Regions from separate parts of the Columba livia genome. Here region 2 is linked to region 1. A link is a contact called in public Hi-C data. All regions are on one chromosome and are shown on one strand. The core of a region is the stretch at or near the end of the contact, and the rest is flanking DNA. Distances in the headings are between cores, read along the strand shown.

Region 1 (5,553 bases), core at 2,189-4,688:
CTGTTTTAATCTTAAAACATATGATTCTGCTCCAGACTGAAATCGTCTAATTAACAGAAACATTAGGTATCGAAGGTCAGTCCTCTGATCTGTAGAGGGCCCCTCCAACCTATACCTGGATTTCTTTCAGTTGACTACACAGAAGACAGAGCCCCAGCCTGAGTAGTTTGTAATCTCAAACAATACAAAAGGCACAGGGATGAAGGACAAGCCACAAGTGTGTTCTGCACCCAAAGAAATCCCAAACAGCTCTGCAGCTGTTTCTTTACTCTGGACAACTTGAAACTCTAGGCAGGGTTAACTTACTCAGCTCATACTGAACATTTCCTTTTACCTTTAATAAATGCAAAAATATAGCGAAAGCTTCATCAAGATTAAGATCTACTGCTTTTGGAAAGAAACCAAACAATCTGCTATATTCTATTTCAGCTCCAGTCATTACACTATTTTTTCAACACAAGACTTCTTGTTCCCAACTTCCAGCAGTAGGAACAATGTAAATTCTCTGTTTTACACATACCAGTAACGAGGTATCTTGTGATCTCTATCAATGCTGGACAGCTTACCACACACATCTTGTGCTTTCCCTGGTAACACCTCTGCACCAGGTAAAACTTCCAGGCAGGGAAGTTTTCTGTCTCCAGAAAACCCTCTGTTCCCTATGCAGACTAAAACTCAACTGATTAACTCTGTGCAGGTCTTAGTTAATTGCTCTTCTTTTTTTCCCCAAAAATGCTTTAACTAGGACAAAAGCAGTGAGAATGAGGGTGTTTTGTATTTGTACATTCTTATTTTCCTATCGTTGCTTTGCTTCACTCTGTGAATGCATTTTTGGTGTTTGGTAAACACTGAAATCCATTAATTGCAAAATGTAACCCCGAAACTGAACCATTTTTGTGTTGATAAGGAAAAATTACATAACTTAGTATTTATGCAAATTATTAGTTCTAACATATCATGAGACAATGTAACATCCTATGCTAGAAAATAAATGATATCTAATTATTGCTATTCATTTATTTGTATCGTTAACTTCTACCCACAATCAATCTAAATTCCAGAAAAACTGCTGGATTAATCATGCAGTATACTGAATAACAAAAGTTACTGTTATTGCCAACTTCTAACTCAACTTCATGTTGGTTTAGTTCAATAAGCTTGCAGGCAAGCCACAGAATTTTTGGCTCCCCTTTTTTGCTTCCCACCTTAGCAGTTTTTTGTTTCCTACGCTCATTCTTGTCTAGCTTTTGAGTTGCATGTGCTTCAGGGCAAAGTTCATCATTTCTACGTGCTTACTGAATTCTAGTGTCTAGAAGCAAAGTAGCACATTAACATTCTTTAAAGCTCTCCAGCAGGATAACTTAAGTATTTGTCAAACACTGTAAAAAAGTCACTTCTGTTCCACTTGGGTTAGCTGCAAAGTAGCCTGATGGTCTCTCTCCCTGTACAGCCTTATCGTCTACACAGAAGACATTCAAATATAAATCTCGAGCTATAGGAAGCAGTAACACAAACACGTTTGGGTTTTGGTTTACTATTGACACCTACCTCCTTGTGAGAGCTCAAGGCCTCCTGTGTCCCACCATGTAGAGACGGTTCAGGATGAACGTGTCCAGCAGAAGCACTGCAACATCCACGGCTCGAGTCCCTGTCACCTCCAGAAGCTTTTGTTGGCTTCCCCAAAACGTCAAGATTGTGACCGAATCCCTCTGATTTGTCTAAGGACTCCCTGAAGCCTTCAAAATCACCCCAGGAACCACCGGGTTCTGAGGTACCGTAACTGCTCTCAGAAAAGCCCTCACTACTTCTCCCTTTGCTGTTTACTACAGGGAGGCTTAGCTGCTTTACTTCAAGATTAGTAATTTCTTCATTACTTGTCCTTTCATTCAAGTTACAGTCACTTCCATCAAGAGGCGTACTGCCTACTTCAACTGTTAGGTCTTCTAGAGACATCCAGTGAGATGTTTCTGTATTAGCAAGATTTTCTACTGGTGACAGGTTCTGCATCTTTAAGAAGAATTTATTTGTTGAAATCCGTACTGCAAAAAAAAAGGCTAAAGAAGTTCAGTTGCATTAGAAATCTGAATATTTCCAAAACAGAATCAAATTAATCATTTCACCTCAAATAATAACACTGCTAAATAAAAACAGGATGACCTTCAGTGTCTCCTCCAGTAATCAGCATGTGCATGTTATTCAGTCTCACTCTCTATGTAGGATATTAGTCTGCAAAGAAAGAATTGTAAATAAATACTTCTGTGATAAGGGCTGTGTAGGAATAAAGAAAGATAGCTGATAAGGCAGGAGAAAGAATGTTCAGGCTAAAATAAACACATTCCAGTATTATACAACTGAAAATCGCTGCAGGGAAAATTATTTAAAATTTACACATAACTATCTGCCCACATCACAAGAATGCCATTAAATCAGTGAACAATACTCAAAAAATATTTAACAAAAGTTCTTGGGTATTAATTGAGTACTGAATGCACAGGAGACAAGCCTAAATAATTATAAACAATATCCAACACATTATATATTTTCTATAACTATGTATTTCATCCTTCTCGCGTATGCTCAAACACTGCTTTTGTTGTTTGTGTGGGCTTTCCCTGTCCGAAAGATTCCTGAAGTGGTGTGATTTGCAGCAACACCAGAGCTGGCCGTTTAATCCTGTGACAAATACAGTGCTTCCAACTGTTTAAGCAATTAAGGCAGATTTAGTAAATTCAGTCTAGCGTCTGTAAATTATACGGGCAATATTGCATTTATCGCTTTAGATTAACCACATCTCGTCAAGATGCACGCTGTTTTGGGGAGCGGGTTAGGAGCTACAGTAGGAGCGACACTTCTGAAAAGACTGGCCGCTACTAGACACGTTCTGTGCTCAACAAACTGAGCCAATCTCGGGCTGTGTTCCCCAGGGTCACCTCGCAGGTGGCACAGGGCCGGCCGGTGGGCTCTGGATTGCGCCCCCGCCGCGGGGCTCCGGAGGGCCAGCGGGACACGGCGGGGCTGCTGCCGCCGAACCCTCCCCCGGGACACCCTCCCCCAGGCGGGCAGTACAGGGGAAACCCCGGCGGGTGCGAGCCCGTCCCCGACCCGCAGCCGCCGGCGCTTCAGCCGGGGAAGCGGCTCCTCCACCCGCCCTTCCCACCGCCGAGCCCCGCGGTGACCGGGCACCGGCACCTGCCCGCCCCCGGGGAGGAGGAGGCGGGGGGGACACGGCGAACCGCCCAGCTCCACAGCCCCGAGGAGCGGGGAACCGCCGCCGTGCCCCATCTCCCCCTGCTGCGGGGGGACCGAGCGGCGCCGGCCGCTGTGGCAGCTCAGACCCGTACGGAGCAGCCTTACCGCCCGTCCTGCGCCCCGGCCAGCGCCCCGGGCCCGGCCGCGCCGGCAGGTCGGCAGGGGCGGGGCCGCGGGGCGTTACCGGCCGGGGCGGGGCCGCGGGGGCGCCCGCTGTGCGGGACGGGTTGGCGGGGAGGGGGGCAGAGCGGAGCCCCGGAGCCGCTCAGCCGGGGCGCTGCTCCCGCGGCGGGAGGGGGAGGATCTGCACCGCCCGGGCCTGCCCGATCCCCCGGCGCTGCCCAGGGGAGCAGCCAGGGGCGGGGGAGCCTCAGCCCTTAGAAGCACAGAATCATGGAATCATGGCAGTTGGAAGAGTCCAACTATAACGTAACTCTAAACCATGTCCCAAAGAACCTCGTCTCTACGTCATTTAAACACCTCCAGGGATGGTGGCTCCACCACTTCCCTGGGCAGCCTGTTCCAATCCCTGACAACCCTTTCCATGAAAATTTTTTCCTAATATCCAGTCTAAACCTTCTCCAGCACAACCTGAGGCCATTTTCACTTGTCCTGTCACTTGCTACTTGGGAAAAGAGACCAACCCCCGCCATGCTACAACCTCCTTTCAGGTAGTTATAGACAGTGATAAGGTCTCCCCTCAGCCTCCTTTTCTCCATGCTAAACAGCCCCAGTTCCCCCAGCCGCTCCCCATCAGACTTGTTTTCCAGACCATTCACCAGCTTCATCACCCTCCTCTACACTCTCTCCAGCACCTCAATGTCTTTCCTGTAGTGAGGGGTGCAAAGCTGAACACAGGATTCAAGGTGTGGCCTCACCAGCGTCGAGTACAGTGGGATGATCCCCAAGCCAGGCGGTGTCCCGGAGGATCCCCGTTCTCTCCTGTTTCTCTGACAAATACTTCCCCAGTTCTCCAACCTTGCCCCTGCACCTCTGTCATTACAATTGGCTTCACCTTCATCTCCCTTGGGCTGAAACCACTCCACTGTTTTACATCCAAAAGCCAACTCCTGCTCTCCAGAAAGAGATTGATTTTAAAATAATTATGTGAAAAAGAAAAGTATTCCCATTTTTCCAGCTTCTTTCTGTGAGCCGGCAGGCTAAGGACTCAGAGTTTGATGGTGGTGGTTTGTGTTTGGTTTGAGTATAACTAAAATCCTCACATCATGACAAGTTTCCAGGACATGGACTTAAAAAGAGTAACAATCAATCCACCCAGTAGTATAATCTCATGATAAAATGGTAGGGATGGGCCAGCAACAGTCTCTCAGGATCTCCTCTTCCTCTCCCCTTCTTTTTGCCCCACGAGGAAGCTGAGGCTGGGACTGGATCCTCCCATTGTAGGAGGTAAAGGCAGAAGCTGTGGGTCCGTCTGTCCTCTGTGACAGGTCACCCTGCAGCCTGAGGTGACCATGTCTTCTTGCCCACCTCCTGAGGAGCAGCGCTGTCTGGAGGTGGCGTGGCTGAGTCCAGCTGCTCCCACAGCTGGGTGACAGAGGGAAGGACACAAATTCCTCAGTCTTCCCCTCCTCAGGTCTGGGTTTCACACCTGGGCAGTCCCAAGCAACAGGGGACAGTTGTAAAAGCACAGAAAAGGGTTTTTCTGGAGCAAATCCCAAGGTAAAAAGCATTTTCTAGGCATTACAGTACACGTTTTCCAGCCTAGGCACAGATACGTGCACTCCCACACATCTAACTCTCATTCCAGGCTCTAGTGCTTTATCTGAGGGTGAGAGGCTGAATTTGGGAGCAATGCCCAGACGCAGAGCCAAAGAAACTTTATCAGCAGGTCTCTGAAAGATTTTCTAAATTTGTTTTCTTTCTGCTTTGGAGCAGTTCCTTGCCCTCCATGGCCATCCCATGGCAGGCTGCAGCTGAGGATATCCGACCAGCCCGGTGAGACTGTGACCAAAGCCCGGAGTGTCTGACACTTGTTGCGGTAGCATCACCATCCCACGTTGCAGTAAGTTTATGTGGTGGGGACCTTTGGGCTTGCAACTCTTTTCGGTTTTGAAGGCAGCTCAATATTTTTTTGGCTACCGAGATTGTTTTACATGGCTTTATGTTTTCACCTGTGTCTTCCCAAAGGAAAAAACTACAAACAGACCACACAGAGACTGAGATGCTCCTGTTTGTACCACGCTTTGCATCCAGAGGGGAAGGGGTGTGTGGGTTTTCCAAATCTGCCTCTGCCCTGCAAAATCCAAGGTGTGTTTGCAGCAGTGGAGTGATGGGAGAGCTGGT
Region 2 (5,553 bases), core at 1,946-4,445, 220 kb after region 1:
TTTTGTAAACTAAGGCCACTGTGTACGTTTTCTCTCCTCAAGTTATTAGAGAACACAGCAATGAGGTTTCTAAGCAGTCAAATGCAGAGTTACAGAAAATATTAGGATATTTTTAATGTTTCACCCATCAGACACATACAAACATGAAATAAAAGATAGTGTGAGTCATGGGAAAACCCAACCAAATGATCTGCTGTCAAACAGGAACATGCTTTTGAATCCATCACTGCAGCACAGCCGTGTCATTCGCTGCCAGCTAGCAGAGCAGTATAAACACTGCAAGCTCTCCTTTTGTGGACACTAATATTTCATTACAGCTAGACAACACCTTGCCTTTCAAGTACACCTTGTACAAGAACTTCTAACCCCTAAACAGGCCTGCTAACATGTCATACAAAACCCTGCAGTAACTACAAACACAGCCTGCCTAGTAGAACATCAGCAAAGCGTTTAGGACATACCTGTGAGTGGGTTAGCAGTGGGAATTAAGAGGAGGGAGTCCTCATTGTGCAGACAGCTTCCTAATTTTACCACCAACAGGCACATTTGCCACCTCTGCAAAGGGGCAAAAGGGGGGGCAAGCAGGCGCAATCAATCTTTTTTGCATTTCAGTACTCATGCCATGGGTCTACCAGAAACACTAATTGAATTCCGAGCTTCTACAAATTCCTGAGCTAAACTGCTCCTGTCAAAAGCTCTTAGCGAGATTCCAGCTCCATTTGTTTGGAGTGACATCCACTACATTATGCTGTCAAACATCAGACCACAGTCAACGCTTCAGACATGCTGGATGAGGTCCAGCAGAAACCCATGCTGGTATGGGAAGCACTAACACAAGCTGCAGGTTTGCCCGGGTAACACAATTATTTTGGGAAGAGGTCACCACCTTACTCACCCCACCAAAACAGCTATAGTTTCTCTGCTAAACATCACTATTTCCCTCCATAATAAAAGCAACTAGGTGAGAGGTACGAGCACTGACAATTTAATCAAACCTACAGGGAAAAATAGGAGAAAAAAAAAAAAGCCTGCCCCTACTCAAATCACATATACTAGTAAACAGTGCATATGTCTTAAAAGCTACAAAACACAGCAGCATAATTGCAGATCAGGACAGAATGGTATGTCTTTGCTTACTTCCAGCAGCATGAGGATAGTTAATCTATTTGATTAATCTCCCACCACTACAGCTCCTATCCATCTGATGACAAGGCAATTTGAAAGGAACCTCACTTGCACTTTCACAAACATATGAATTCTTCATGAGAACTGCAGACTCAACACAAAAAAGGAAGTTCCTTTTAAAAGATGTCATTTGAAGAAAGCATGCAACATCTCCACAGATCCCCAGCATTACGTTCACACCTACTGCATCTTTAGAAGAAATAACAAAAACTAAAAAAGCCATGTTACCTGGAGCATCAGTTCACAGTCATCTCTGCCAACAAATATCATCTCCCGAGGGAGCCGATGGCGAATGCCAGTGCTGCTCACCAAGAACCACGAAGTCACGCTCATTTTGCCGCTTGGCACTTAATCTTTATACATCCTGAAAACAAACAAAAAAAAACCCACAGCACAGTGAGCTATTAATGAAGTGTGGAAGTACACCAGTGCATAGCTGCAGTTCCAAATTTCCCTGTGCCATGGAACCCAGTGCTGCTTTTTGCATTTCATGTTCATGTCTTGAATTCCGCGTGCCAACATGCAGTTGTGAAGTGTGTGCCAGGACCTGCTGCCCATGTGCCACACGCAGGAGCTCTGCAGCTCTTGAAATATTCCTGCAGCAAAGTAAGACTCTTGGTCTGAAGAAAGGACTCTTTAAAAGACGAAGCATGGAGCTGAATCTAATCAATGAAATGATAAAACATGGGGGAGGAGGAGAAGGGGGGGAGACATCTTTCCAGAACATTTCGTCATTGCTAGCACTGAATCACAGCTTGAGCTTCCCTCATCAAAGATCTGGACCAGCAAATCAGTAAGGTGACATAACCTGTCTCCTTTAACCTTTCACAGTATGCTCCCAGGAGCAGTTACATCGGTGCTGGGGAGGAGAACACCCTCCCTATTGCTCATCCCACTTCCACACTGATATAAGCTGGGAGCCCACACATCACTCCTTCCACACGGCATGAGCTGGTCCAAAAACCAAACCACGCTGCCACCCCAGGACAGGAAACACAGGCTGCAGTTCCCACCGGCGGGTTTTGGTGTGCACGGCCCCCCTGTCCCCTGCAACAGGCAGCAGAGCTGTGACCTGCGAGGGCAGCACTTATCGGGACTCTCCCAGCCACACCTGTTTGTTGTCGCTGCTACAGCCCGGCTGCGGGCAGCCTGTTCCTGCGGCCTGTCCTCCTCCCTCTCCCACAATATCGCATTTTCCTCTCGCTGGCTGAAGAAAAAAAAATTAAAAAAATAAATTGGCACACACCAGCCTCTCGTCTTCCCCTCACCCACCTCCTGGGATGGAAACTGCATTCCGAAATTCAGCGAGGGAAGGAGATCTCCATTCCATCTGCGCTCTCCGGCCTCCCCCGCCCCGGCGGCCCCGGCGAAGCGCAGGTGACACCCGCGGGAGGATGAACGGCCTCCCCCGGCGGGGCGCGGGCCTGGGGGCGGCCAGGAGAGCCCGCCGCCCTCTCTGCCGCTGCGGACAACGAACCGCTCCGGGAGCCGGCGGTAAAGGCTTCCGTGCCGCGACATGCGGCCCCGCCGCGCCCGTCGCCCGGCCCTGCCGAGGATCCGCCGCCTCCCCGACAAAGCGCCCGGACAGAGAGCCGGAGCCGCCTCGCACTGCCCCGGGCCGAGCTGCGGGGCGGCCGCCGCGGCCGGCTCCGTCCCCAGGGCCCCGGCTGGGCCGCGCTCGCTGCCGCGCGGAGCGCAGACAGCCCCGGCCGGAGGGGCCGCGGCGGGGCCAGGTGCTGCGCAGGGTCCCCCCACCCTCCTCCGCGGGGCGGACACGGCCCTTTGTCCGCCGCGGCCCGGCTTCCCTTCCCTCCGCCCGCCCGGCCGGCCGGTGCTGCGGGAGCCGCCCGCCCTCCGCCGCCCCTACCTGCTGCGGTCCTCGGCGCGGTGGCAGGCCGGGCGCCGCGCCCCGCCAGCCGGCTCTGCCTGCCCCGCGGGCCGCTCCCGGCGCCCGCCCCGCCCCCGTGCGCGGCAGGTTCCCGACGTCAGGAGGCGGCTCCAGCCGCCGGGCCCGGCCGCGGCCCCACCGCCCTCCCCCGCTGCGGCCCTGCCTGAGCTCATCGGCCCGGAGCCCCCAGCCCGGCTCCGGCTTCGGGCCGTGGCACCTGAGCGGCAGGTGCGGCAGGGACTGACGGGGATTCTGGGTCATGGCTGCAACGCAGGAGCAGCCGTGCCCTGGTTCAGCGTCCCTCATTTCGGGGTCTCTGAGAGGCTCCATGGACATCAGTGGAGCCTCACAACACCTTTGTGAGGTGGATACGGCTGTCCGCGATCTCGGGAGGCCCAGCGCTGGAGGCTGTGGGACAGGGGATGCTGCTTCCACCTGCCAGTGGAGAGAGTCCAAACATCACCTCTTCCCCAACACAGGTCACAGCACCAGCCTCTTCCCCCAAACATCAGACCACAGTCAACGCTTCAGACACGCTGGATGAGGTCCAGCAGAGACACATGCTGCGAGCTGGGTCTCTAGCTTGGAGAAGAGGAGACTGAGGGGTGACCTCATTAATGTTTATAAATATGTAAAGGGTGAGTGTCAGGAGGATGGAGCCAGGCTCTTCTTAGTGACAACCAATGACAGGACAAGGGGAAATGAATAAAAACTGGAACACAGGAGGTTCCACATAAATACAAGAAGAAACTTCTTCACAGTGAAGGTAATTGAGCACTGGAACAGGCTGCCCAGGGAGGTTGTGGAGTCTCCTTCTCTGGAGACATTCAAAACCCGCCTGGACACCTTCCTGTGTAACCTGATCTTTGGGTTCCTGCTCCGGCAGAGGAATTGGACTAGATGATCTTTTGAGGTCCTTTCCAAACCCTAACATTCTGTGATTCTGTGATTTTGTGGTATGGAAAGCACTAACACAAACTGCAAGTTTGCCCGAGTAACACAATTACTTTGGGAGTAACACAGTTGCTTTACTCCCCCACCTGGGTCCCAGCACCAGCCTTCTCCCTCTCACCCTCCACCGGCTGCAGGGAGTAGGTTGACATCCATCTCCACATGCTTCCCTCAGGTCCTCTCATGGGGCAGTACCTAAAGGCGTTTGACAGGACTGCATCGGTCTCAAGGATCTGACCACTGAATAAGAGCGTGAAATGGGTGATGTGAAAGGATGTGCCATTTTATGAGCTGCAGGTAACTAGAAAGTTCCTGAAGAGCAATAAGCACGAGGAGCAATGACAGGGTTTTTTTCCCTATCAGGAGGAAAACTGAGTATCATAATGGATCCAACTATTTGCCACTGCAAAAGCTTTTTCAATAGAGCCCACAGCTCCTGCAGAAGTCAGTGGAGCTTCGAAGAGTAGCAACTACTCACTGGCCCCCTGGCTCCAGCTAGCACAGGCTGCTGAGGAAAGACTATAAGAAGACAACAAGTTCATAGCAATGTTTTCCAGAGTTTATATTCCAGACAGAAGAGACATCCTTGCATTTATATACTGTACATCTAGGCTTGAGTATCATTTCTCTATTACCTGCAGAAGCTTCCCTAGGTGTCTTCAGTGCTGTCTTTAGAATTTTGGCTCAGGATGTAGCCTTAATAATGTCTGATGGCATGGAAACCATAGGTCCGGTATGCCACTTGCGGGGGTCAGTCCTATAGCAGCATAACCCCGTGGACTTACTCCTGTCCTACAGCTTCCAGTTGAGTTAATGTCACTGTGGCCCAGACAGCAGAGGAACCTGTCCCCTGGGAATGGTGGTGGGGAAGGTCAACCACTGCAAGGCTGAAGAACCAAGGAGGATGAAGGAAAACAGCATTTCTTCTTTTCCTTCCTCTTTCTGAAGAGCAGGAGGACTTTGTTATTATCTAATTAATGGTATTATTGCCTTCTTTAATCAACGTTTGACTTCTTCCCTGGCAAATACATCATGCCCCAGGGTGATTTCAAGGTGTGATTATCTTCAAAGGCTTCTGAGCTGGCTGAGGCTGCAGCATCTGTGTTTTATTGCAGTGCTCTTGCTGTCTCCTCGGAGCGGAGCACCACGCCCTTGCAGCACGCCAAGTCCCTTGGACGCCAGGCAGGACGGGGTGAGCGGTGGACATTTCTGAGGTGCTTTAAAGGCTTTCGCACTGCCACAATGCAATAGAAATCCTTTATGAGTAAAAATGGACTTCCACCTTATTTACCAGTCTGTCCTGTCATTGAATGATGTTTTATTATTGATTTAACTGACCTATAGCTAAAGTTCTTATAAATATTATTCACTTATTTCTGAACCACGTCTATTTGCTGGTGAGGTTGCTGTATGAGCTGATCTGCAGAGCATCTGTGTACTGCTATAAGGAAGTACAATAATTTACTTCTTTATACAAGCCTGCCATCTAGGCAAATCTTTGTTATAAGTTACTATAAAAAGGTTAGTGT

Evidence for each region. Hi-C and Micro-C count contacts between places; a contact is called where the count stands out from the background.
Region 2: a Hi-C map of crop shows a contact between it and region 1, with 2.4 times the contacts expected there. The contact joins the promoter of CEP170B here to the promoter of CLBA1 in region 1. A contact is called at or near these places in 2 of 2 Hi-C or Micro-C datasets (crop and liver).

The regions. Positions count from the first base shown.
Region 1 is chr5:9,381,310-9,386,862 of bColLiv1.pat.W.v2, forward strand. CLBA1 (clathrin binding box of aftiphilin containing 1) reads right to left here and starts at 3,439. Exons shown (of 7, transcript XM_065063299.1): 1 at 3,355-3,439; 2 at 2,158-2,226; 3 at 1,549-2,039. The coding sequence starts at 2,191.
Region 2 is chr5:9,601,595-9,607,147 of bColLiv1.pat.W.v2, forward strand. CEP170B (centrosomal protein 170B) reads right to left here and starts at 3,196. Exons shown (of 20, transcript XM_065063316.1): 1 at 3,053-3,196; 2 at 1,414-1,549. The coding sequence starts at 1,518.